Regions from separate parts of the Mus musculus genome. Here all the other regions are linked to region 3. Evidence: chromatin contacts called from public HiChIP or PLAC-seq data. All regions are on one chromosome and are shown on one strand. Each heading gives the region's core, a stretch centred on a gene start, on an enhancer-like site or on the middle of the called end of the contact. The rest is flanking DNA. Distances are from core to core; before and after follow the strand shown. Region 1 overlaps Rassf3 (Ras association (RalGDS/AF-6) domain family member 3). Region 2 overlaps Gns (glucosamine (N-acetyl)-6-sulfatase). Region 3 holds the start of Xpot (exportin, tRNA (nuclear export receptor for tRNAs)).

Evidence for each region. HiChIP or PLAC-seq counts read pairs in DNA pulled down with a chosen protein or histone mark.
Region 1: a contact with region 3 is called in a FOXA1 HiChIP or PLAC-seq map of pancreatic cancer cells. The contact joins the enhancer-like site here to the promoter of Xpot in region 3. A contact is called at or near these places in 4 of 39 promoter capture datasets (the C10 cell line, embryonic stem cells, liver and 1 more), 3 of 484 Hi-C or Micro-C datasets (embryonic stem cells, nephron progenitors and pre-B cells), 5 of 115 datasets of contacts at active chromatin or transcription factors (embryonic stem cells, epiblast stem cells, memory CD8 T cells and 2 more) and 3 of 9 other capture datasets (adipose tissue, liver and pancreatic islet).
Region 2: an H3K27ac HiChIP or PLAC-seq map of extraembryonic endoderm stem cells shows a contact between it and region 3. The contact joins the enhancer-like site here to the promoter of Xpot in region 3. A contact is called at or near these places in 3 of 39 promoter capture datasets (the C10 cell line, liver and macrophages), 4 of 484 Hi-C or Micro-C datasets (the G1E-ER4 cell line and the N1E-115 cell line), 4 of 115 datasets of contacts at active chromatin or transcription factors (bone marrow-derived macrophages, extraembryonic endoderm stem cells, microglia and 1 more) and 3 of 9 other capture datasets (adipose tissue, liver and pancreatic islet).

The regions. Positions count from the first base shown.
Region 1 is chr10:121,418,968-121,421,759 of GRCm38.p6, forward strand. All of the region lies in intron 1 of Rassf3 (Ras association (RalGDS/AF-6) domain family member 3), which reads right to left. Among named protein-coding and RNA genes, the nearest start is that of Gns, 55 kb to the left of the region's middle. Within about 2 kb of position 1,489, at least 109 of the 459 cell types and tissues checked have an H3K27ac peak or open chromatin away from gene starts, as enhancers often do. A contact at or near this core is called in embryonic stem cells, memory CD8 T cells, pancreatic cancer cells and 2 more, where this site is marked.
Region 2 is chr10:121,384,374-121,387,161 of GRCm38.p6, forward strand. The region is part of intron 9 of Gns (glucosamine (N-acetyl)-6-sulfatase); the gene reads left to right. Among named protein-coding and RNA genes, the nearest start is that of Gns, 21 kb to the left of the region's middle. Within about 2 kb of position 1,533, at least 26 of the 459 cell types and tissues checked have an H3K27ac peak or open chromatin away from gene starts, as enhancers often do.
Region 3 is chr10:121,624,966-121,627,791 of GRCm38.p6, forward strand. Xpot (exportin, tRNA (nuclear export receptor for tRNAs)) reads right to left here and starts at 1,367. Exons shown (of 25, transcript NM_001081056.2): 1 at 1,140-1,367.

The DNA of each region.
Region 1 (2,792 bases), core at 239-2,738, 210 kb before region 3:
CAATGGTACAAACACACCAGGAATGGTCACCGTGGAAGCCGCTGGAGGAATGCCGTGCCGAATTCAGAACGGCTCTTAGGCAAGCATCTCAGCAACAGCAGGCTCCGTTGTTGACGTCCTTTGGTCTACCACTGGGCCTCAGGCCTTGCTCACCCTCTGAGTCTGTTTGCTCACTTCCTGCTAAGTGACCAGTCTGGAGTAGGTCATCTCTGAAGAGCTCCTGACCTGAGCGCAGCGCTGTCTGCAAAGATCTGATCTGATCTGAGCGCAGCGCTGTTTGCAGAGATTATCTGATCTGATGGCTGATCTCTCTCAGGACGCGGGAGGGACGGGGTTCCATGTAAGGGATCAAGGACGTCAAAGGGCCCCCAGACCACTCGCTGCACACAAACATCATTGCATGTAGGTCCGGGGTGTCACGCGGGCGAGAATCCTAAGGAAAGGAATGGAAGGGGGCAGAGGATAGCAAAGAAAAGGACCAGGGCTTAGGCCCCCTCGGACCAGAAGCCCACTGGCACTATGAGAAAGATCAAAGGAGCCATGACCCCAGGATGACCCACACCTGAGGGCAGAGGAGGAAGGCAGATAGATCACTATCTTTACTTCTCAGAGACTAAACCGAGGCAAGACTGGAAAGCATCAAGAGGGCTGGAGCTCAGGGCCTACGGGACTGCTCCTGGGTTGAGCACTTTGCTATTCAATGATCAACCGGACAGTAAATCCTAGGAAAGCGACAGCCCGGAGCTGGGTTTTTAAAAATAATAAACTGGGGGTTGGGGCTGGGGGTGGGGTATCTACTCATGTACCCACCATACAGTGCTTGAGGAGGGTGGGGTAAGAGACCCAGGGCTCCCTGCAGCTGTCCCGTCTCAAGGAGCCTGTTCCTTGGGTAGCCTGGCAAACACAGGTGCTTCAACTGCAGATAGTGCAGACACAGAGCGCACAGACGGGGCGGGGGCGGGGTGGGGAATGACAGACTCCACATAGCGCCCGAGCTGGAGAAGGACCACAACCTTGGACAACTTGTAGACTGCTTAAGCCTTTACGAGACACTCTTGTCTGCCAGCCTGGGAGAGAACCCTCCAAATGCACGCACATTCTCGATGCGCCTCGGGTGGCAGCAGAGGGGTGGGGAAGGAAGATGGCAAAGATTGGAGGCAGGGTTAGGCAGTGGCACAGCAGACTATAAACAGGATTCTCACTGCAGGGCAGGAGGGGAAGGGCGGGGAAGGGTAGGGGCAGCCGCCTGTGAATGATGCATGGCTGTTGCCCTTGGCAGCCAGGGAGGGGCTGGTACCACACCCCAAAGCATCTGTCGGGCAGGGTACAAGTCATTTCTGTCTGAGGCCACAAGGAGAGCTCGTCTATGCAAAATTCTAACTCTAAACCCACCCCTGGCATTTCAGCCTCCGTGTCCGAGGAGTGTAATTTGGGTCAGACTCACTTCCAGGGTGGAGCCCCACTTCCAGGCTGTTTGTTTTCTCAACAGCGAACTTTCTCAGGAGAGACACACCCACCTACCTCACAGACACAGAGAGCCTGCGTCCAAGGCGCATTCTTTCTCATAGGCTTTCTAAGGATAGACGGACCCCCTACAAGTCTGAGAGGACCTGGGAGTCACTTATACTTTCCTGGCTAACTCTGAAGCTACACCAGAATTTTAAAAGCAAAACCACTGAACAACAAAGGCTCAAACAGCCGGGTTGTGGTGGCACAGGCAGAGGCAGGTGGATCTGTGAGTTCGGGGTCAGCCTGGGACTTACAAAGCAAGTTCCAGGACAGCCAGGGCTACACAGAGAAAGCTCATCTTGGAAAAACAAAAACAAAACAAAACAACAACAACAACAACAACAAAAACAAAAGAACCCAAAAGCTCAAACCATAAAGAGCAAACACAAGCAGCTTCAAAGGAGGCCCCAAGGAGATGACTATGCCCATCACTACCTCCGATTTAGCATAGTAAAGAAATCTGACTTATGGGTCCCACATACTTAGGTCTGAAACCATGGCTCTGCTCTGCCACCTTCTAAGTCACGGGACCTCTCTGAGCTCCGGCTTTCTCATCTCTGTGAAATGTGTGAAGACAATACCTACTTTATACAAACGAGAGGACACAATACCAGCCATCATTCGACAATTATTTATTAGTGCCCACTGGTGCCAAGCCAGATTTCAAGCTGTGAGAGGTGGTTGTGATCGCTGCCTTCCCACCCCTCCTGGCCGACAGCCTGGCGAAGCTTGCTTTACTCCCCTGGCCCCACCTACTCATACCGGTTGATTGTTTCACTTGGCACCACGGTCCTCTAAGATAATAAGGCAGGACTAGGGATATAGGTCATGGGTACAGCGCTGTGTGAGACACCCAAGGTCTTGGGTTCTGTGGAATGAGGGTCTCTGGACATGGCTCGGTGGGTAAGCTGTTTGCCTTGCAAGCATCAAGACCTGAGTTTGAATCCCCAGAGAAAGTTGGGCACAGCAGCACACACCTGCAATCTCCTGTAGTGAGATGGAGACAGAGACAGAGACAGGACGGTCCCTGAACACAGCAAGACAGTTAGTTCACAATTCGCAGCAGCAGCCAACAGAGACCCTGTCTCAAAATCCACAGGAGGGAGGCCTCCACCCTCCAAACATGTGTCCATTCTTAAGTGTACCACACCCACAAATATTAAAGTTTAAAAAAGGAAAAAGAAAGAGAAGCAAGCTACTGATCTTCTTCCCTGGGTGTTAGAGGAAGAAAAAACTCAAACCCAAAACCAACAACAACACAAAAACCCAGATTGTCCAAGGAT
Region 2 (2,788 bases), core at 283-2,782, 240 kb before region 3:
CTGCCATTGGTTCAGTCTTTCCCAGCCTGTCTCGTTGAAGCACTTTGTTCATAGAGGCGCTGGCCGCCTGATCCTAAACACTTTTCCCTAGTGGTCAGGAGGTGACAGTAGGCAACCCCGGCTATGTCTTCTCTCCTCCTGATTTTGCATCATCACCTAAGCTCTGAGACCAGAGAAAAGCAACACACACATAATTGCATTTAAAGCCGCAAGATGGCCCAGACATCCGGGTAGTGGGTGCTCTGGGCTGTCTGTGGTTGGTGGAGGGCACCAGTACTCCTCCTTCCCCACCTTTCCCTGCTTCCTATTTCAGCTTCTTGGTGCTTCACTGTTAAACTGTCCCCAGAAAGGTAGAACGGCCTTCCTACCTGTCCTACAAGTCTCGGCACTTTCTCAACAGGCCAGCTGGGAGGTCAGCAGATCTTAAGTGTGTCTTACCGAGGTTGGCTTTTGATCTGAGTGCAAAGTCCATATTAGTAGGTAGGTGGTGCCCTTCTGAGAAGCATGGCACCTGGGACATCATGTTCTGTCAGAAAGAAACTGAAAGGAAGCGGAGTGACTGTGTCCACCAGCTGCGGGAAGAACAGACCGTTCCGTCTTCTCCGCCGCTGACTCGTGCCACGCAAGCGGGAAGGTCAGAGGCCTCACCTCTCTAAGCAGGCTCTCTGGGGAAAGCATGTGGGGCCTGTCCAATTGGCCAGGACAGGGGTATCGGAAGATACTTCATCTGCATACTCAGGAGAGACAGGGTCTGAGGGGAAAATCCTTATAAAGTCAAACAAGGAGTGAGGCCTGACAGTTGTCAGGGGAGGGAATTCTTACTTGCCGTGATAGTGTTGCAGCCGACTTTTTGGTGCCAGGCTGGATTGGGGAGGAAGCAATGCTTCCTTATGTGAGATACCTGGGGATAGAGTTCTCCTCCACCATTCCTCATTCATCCCACAGAGGCCAGAACGGCTATCAAGTCCTCTGCAATGGTTCTCAACTTGTAGGTTATGGCCCCTTTGGGTCATATATCAGATATCCTAAATACCAGATATTTTACATTACGATTCATAACAGCAGCAAAATTACAGTTATGAAGTAGCAATGAAATATTTTTATGGTGGGGGCGGGGATCACCACAACTTGACAAACAGTATTGAAAGGTCACAGCATTAGGAAGCTTGAGAGCCACTGCCCTAGAACTATAGGTAGAGGTGCCTGTGAGCCACCCAATATGGGTGCTTGGAACTGAACTCAGGTTCACTGGAAGATCAGCCAGTGCCCTTAGCCATTGAGCCACCTCTCCAGCCGCTTCATCTCTACCTAAGTGTGATACCCCGGCTCCTTCCTAGCTACGGAAGCTAAGGCAGACCCACCCACAGCAGCTCAGCCTTTGCTGGTGCTGGACCTCTCAAGTGCTCAGAGCTCTTGGCAAATGGACTCTTTGGAGCCTTCTGGGGTGTTCTGTGACTTGCTTGTAGCAGCCCTGCTTAGGGTGCCTTGTGGGGTGCTGTATGCCGTGCCTTACGCAGCCCCTCCTTGGTTGGCTTTAGTGTCTGAGAGGACTCACCTTGTTTGCACAGCTTATCAGAAGCCTGTGTGAGACCAAGGTAGACAATTCCCACTTGACTTTTCTGCTCACAATCTGTAACTACATCAGGTCTCTAGTCTCCTTACATAATGTGGGCAGATTTTGAAGCCATCGCCCTGCATGTTTGTCGTTCTTAAGCCATCTTAGTGATTTGATTTGTACTGGAATTGTCAGCCTTAGCCACTGAGCAAAAGGCTATTAAACAGCGTCTCCCATCCTGCAGCGCTGGTATTTGAAGAGAGTTTTGGTGAGACTAACAATCACCATTTCCATTCTGGGCTCTTACTGCTTTAGCTCATACAACTTATCTTGTACCCTGCTTTGACTCCCAGTACCAATGACACAGGCTCCTCCGCACACCTCCTGGACTCTCGGGGCTCGTGTTTCTCCTATGGTGATCTCTTCCTTGTCACACCCAGACACCAACTGTGAACCAAGCTGCTCGGTTCACCCCGCACCCCCCCAGGGCCTTGAAAGAAGGAAGCCGACCCGTGTCTGGGGGGGAGGGGGGTGTCTGGGTAATCTCTGGAGACAGCTCCAGTACACTTTCAGTGACATAAGGACTGCTGCTTCCTGAAGTGTCTCCATGGAATGGCAACCCACGACAGCTGCCGAGAGGCACTAATAGATTCAGAGCCAGGTTGTGTATCAGGGCTCTCCCAGCCACCCGGAAACCTGAGCCCCGACCCACAATGCTCTGCTCCTGTCTGTCATACAGGCCTTCCAATGTGGTCTTAAATTAAAAATGACAGTTACTTGATATTTTTTTTTCGATCTCTGTTTGGCTGCCTAAAATGGCTGTCTTCTCCAATTTCAAAGACATATTTTGTGTGTAACACATGAGCCAGAGGACAGCCTTAGTTAATGTTCCTCGGGAGCTGGTCACCGAGGTCTTTTGTTTTTGTTTTTTTGTTTGTTTGGTTGGTTTGGGTTTTTTTTCGGGGGGGGGGGTGTTGGGGGGCCAGACGGGGTCTCACTATGTCTCCCTGGCTGTCCTGCCCTGACTGTCCTGCAGCTCACAATGTAGACCAGGCTGGTGTCTGTCCCCCAGAGAGCCTCCCAAGTGCTGGGATAAAAGGCCTGAGCCCTCATGCCTGGCTTCTCAGCTCGGTTTCTTAGACAAGGGCTCTCTGGCCTGGGGCTCACCCTGTAGGCTAAGCTGCCACGTAAGTGTGAGGACCCGAGTTTGTTCCTCAGAATGCACTTGAAAAA
Region 3 (2,826 bases), core at 117-2,616:
TTGAAACATTCTTAAAGTAAAGTAGTATTCCTGCTAAAAATGCTCAGAGAGAAAAGTCGGTGTAAGACTGTCTGTAAACCCCTGATTGAGAAATCCACTAGAGTTCCTTTAAATTATCCATTGCTTTGGGAAAAAAACTGCTTAAGCGTTTTGTCATTTCACGCTAATCTTGACAAGAGGAAAAAAGATAAATAAGAGGCCCAGCCGAGCACATGCTCAACACCAACAAAAAAAATCCTCAGCAAACTTGTTCCATAGTGAGGAATCCCTCACAAACCTTCGCCCTCTACACAATCGGAAAAAAACATCAAACCAAAATAAAATGAGATGGTAAACCACCTATCTGTGAATAAAACACAGGGTTAAAAGGTAACGATTGCCTAATAAAGACCGGCAAAGGAAGCTTAGCTTTCTGACCTACCGATGCAGAGCCTTGCAGGCTTAAACATTGTTACAATATGGTAAACATCTTATACTACCTGCAAAGGTGGATGTGGGGGTGGGGGGAGCGAAAAAAAAACATGTAAAATTGGAAGCCTTAATTTTTCCCTCAGCCATTAAGTCAAGAATAATCAAACAATGTGGAAAATTCCTCCACACCTACTTAAGCCTGTTTGAGACCGACTGAATCTTTCCAGCCTTTTAACATCAAGTTGACAAGTCGCTTTAATACAACGTAACTTCCCCCAGTAACAACTAATTAAGGCTTCCAAAAAGTACTCGTTTTTCAGGTTACAGGGAACATCAAGCTTTTCCGTGGCTGCAAGACTGTAAAGAAGCAAAAAGGGGAAAAGGCTGTCCCTGCTGGCAAATTACTACGCAGAAATAACACTTTCTCTCCTATTTGTCCCGGGGTGGGAAGCGGATCAACTTTGAGGTCCCTACAGCTCAAACTGGTGGGACGCACTCTAAAACTATCACAAATGGGGTTGGGGGGCAGCCTCCTAGGCCGGCCTCGCCCCCTATCCTTCGCCCGGATCCCTCCCAGAGCGAAGCCTCGTGGCCACTCGGGTGATGAAACACCCGGCAACCGGCAGCCACGCACTAGGGACGCGGCCGCCACCGATCGTCCCCAACCCCAAGTCCGGCTCGCCCGGCCACGTAGGGTCCCCGGCCCGCCGCCCTACGCCTCCAGTCACCATCACTCCAATATCTCTTCCTCGCCTGCACTCCCGAGGGTCGGCCAGCCGCAAGGAGCGGGCCGTACGCAGGGAGCACGGAGAGCGGCCCACGTCCTTGTCGCTGTAGTCCTCCAATACAGCCGCAGCGCTAGCGCCGGAGCCGGCCCGGGCCGCGCTCCTCTCGGCGCTCGGCGTTCCCCGGGCGCCTTCTCTTGCGTGGCGCGGAGCGGGGAGGGCAGGTTGGCAAGCCGGCGGGCGGAGTCGGCGGCCCTGGAAGGAAAACTGCGCAGGGTCCCGCTAACGCCGCCGCTGAGTCAGCGCGAGGCACGCCCCCCGCGTCGTACCGCGCGGACCCGCGCTAGCAGCAGCCTCATGGAAGTAGAGTGCAGACGGCCGCCAGCAGGCTGGGCCCGGGGGACTACAACTCCCAGCGTGCAAAGCGCATGGGACGCTTCCGAGAGGAGGACCGCGCACGTGCTCCCTGGAGCTCGCAGGGGGCGTGGCCGGCGGGCCTGTGGTGCATGCTGGGAGAGTGCACACCGCCCTCCTAGCTACAGGTTACTGAGGTCCTCTAAGCTTTTAGAAGACCGGCCACGTTGCGCTCTGCTTTGAGCGTCGGCGTGAATTAGTAACTCTCCACTCCCTCCAGAAGGGTCTGGTCAGGTGGCAGTGCGGAGATCCTGAGATCGGAAAAGTGGACGTGGTTGAAACCACGTGTTGAGTCAGTTGCTGAATTCCTTTCCAGCGGTTCCACGTGTCAAGAGTCCAGACGCTTAAGGACTCTTTAAAAAAAAAAAAAATCCGCTGTATTTTTATTTACTTGTTTTGCTTTTGAGGCAAGATCACACTCCATAACCCAGGCTGGTTTTCACTCATTTTTCCCAAGCTGGCCTAAACTTTACAAATTCTGGAATTACTGGCATGAACCACCACGCCCAGTTTAAATATTACTAAATTTGCCTACAAAAAAAGATAGAAAGAAAAAAAGAAAACCGAAAGCAGTCCCCGGTGATGGTGGCGATTACCATTCATCCCAACACTGAGGAGGCAGAGGTAGCCACATCTACAGAGCGAGTGCCAGGACTACAGAGAGAAACACAGTCTCAAAAAAAGAAAAAAAGAAAAGAGAGAGGGAAAACATACGTACAAGTCCCGTGCTTCCGTTCGCTTTGTTTCTTTGATCCCGTGCTATTATTACTGTGTGGGCGCAGTATAAGCTCCAGCAACCTTACCTAAATCCTAAGGCTGCACCTCCATTATTGTTGGCATCATGAGTGTTAAAGTCCATCTCAGTTTACTCATTTTATGTAGAGTGGGACAGTACCAGCCTCAGAGGGTAAGGTTTGGTTAATTTTATTTAGAGGCAGAGAGAGGCTCACTATGTAGCTCTGGTTAGCCTGAAACTTGCTGGCCTTCACTGTTCTCTTGCTTCAGATTCCAGAGTGCTGGAGTTCCAGGTTGTCACCAGGTCTGACTATTTCATGAATTAAGTTTGATACACGTGTTAGACTTATCATAAGTGACACTATCTCTGGGGATACATGGACAAACATCTGTTCACTGCAGATAGATACCCAGATTCGGTACTGATGACAGACTAAAGTGAGGATACCACGAAAGTCAAGCTTGGTGAACCAATGGCTTTTACTGGGGTGACTTTCTTACAGGAGCAGAAATGATATAAAGACAGCAGCCTCCCCGAAGA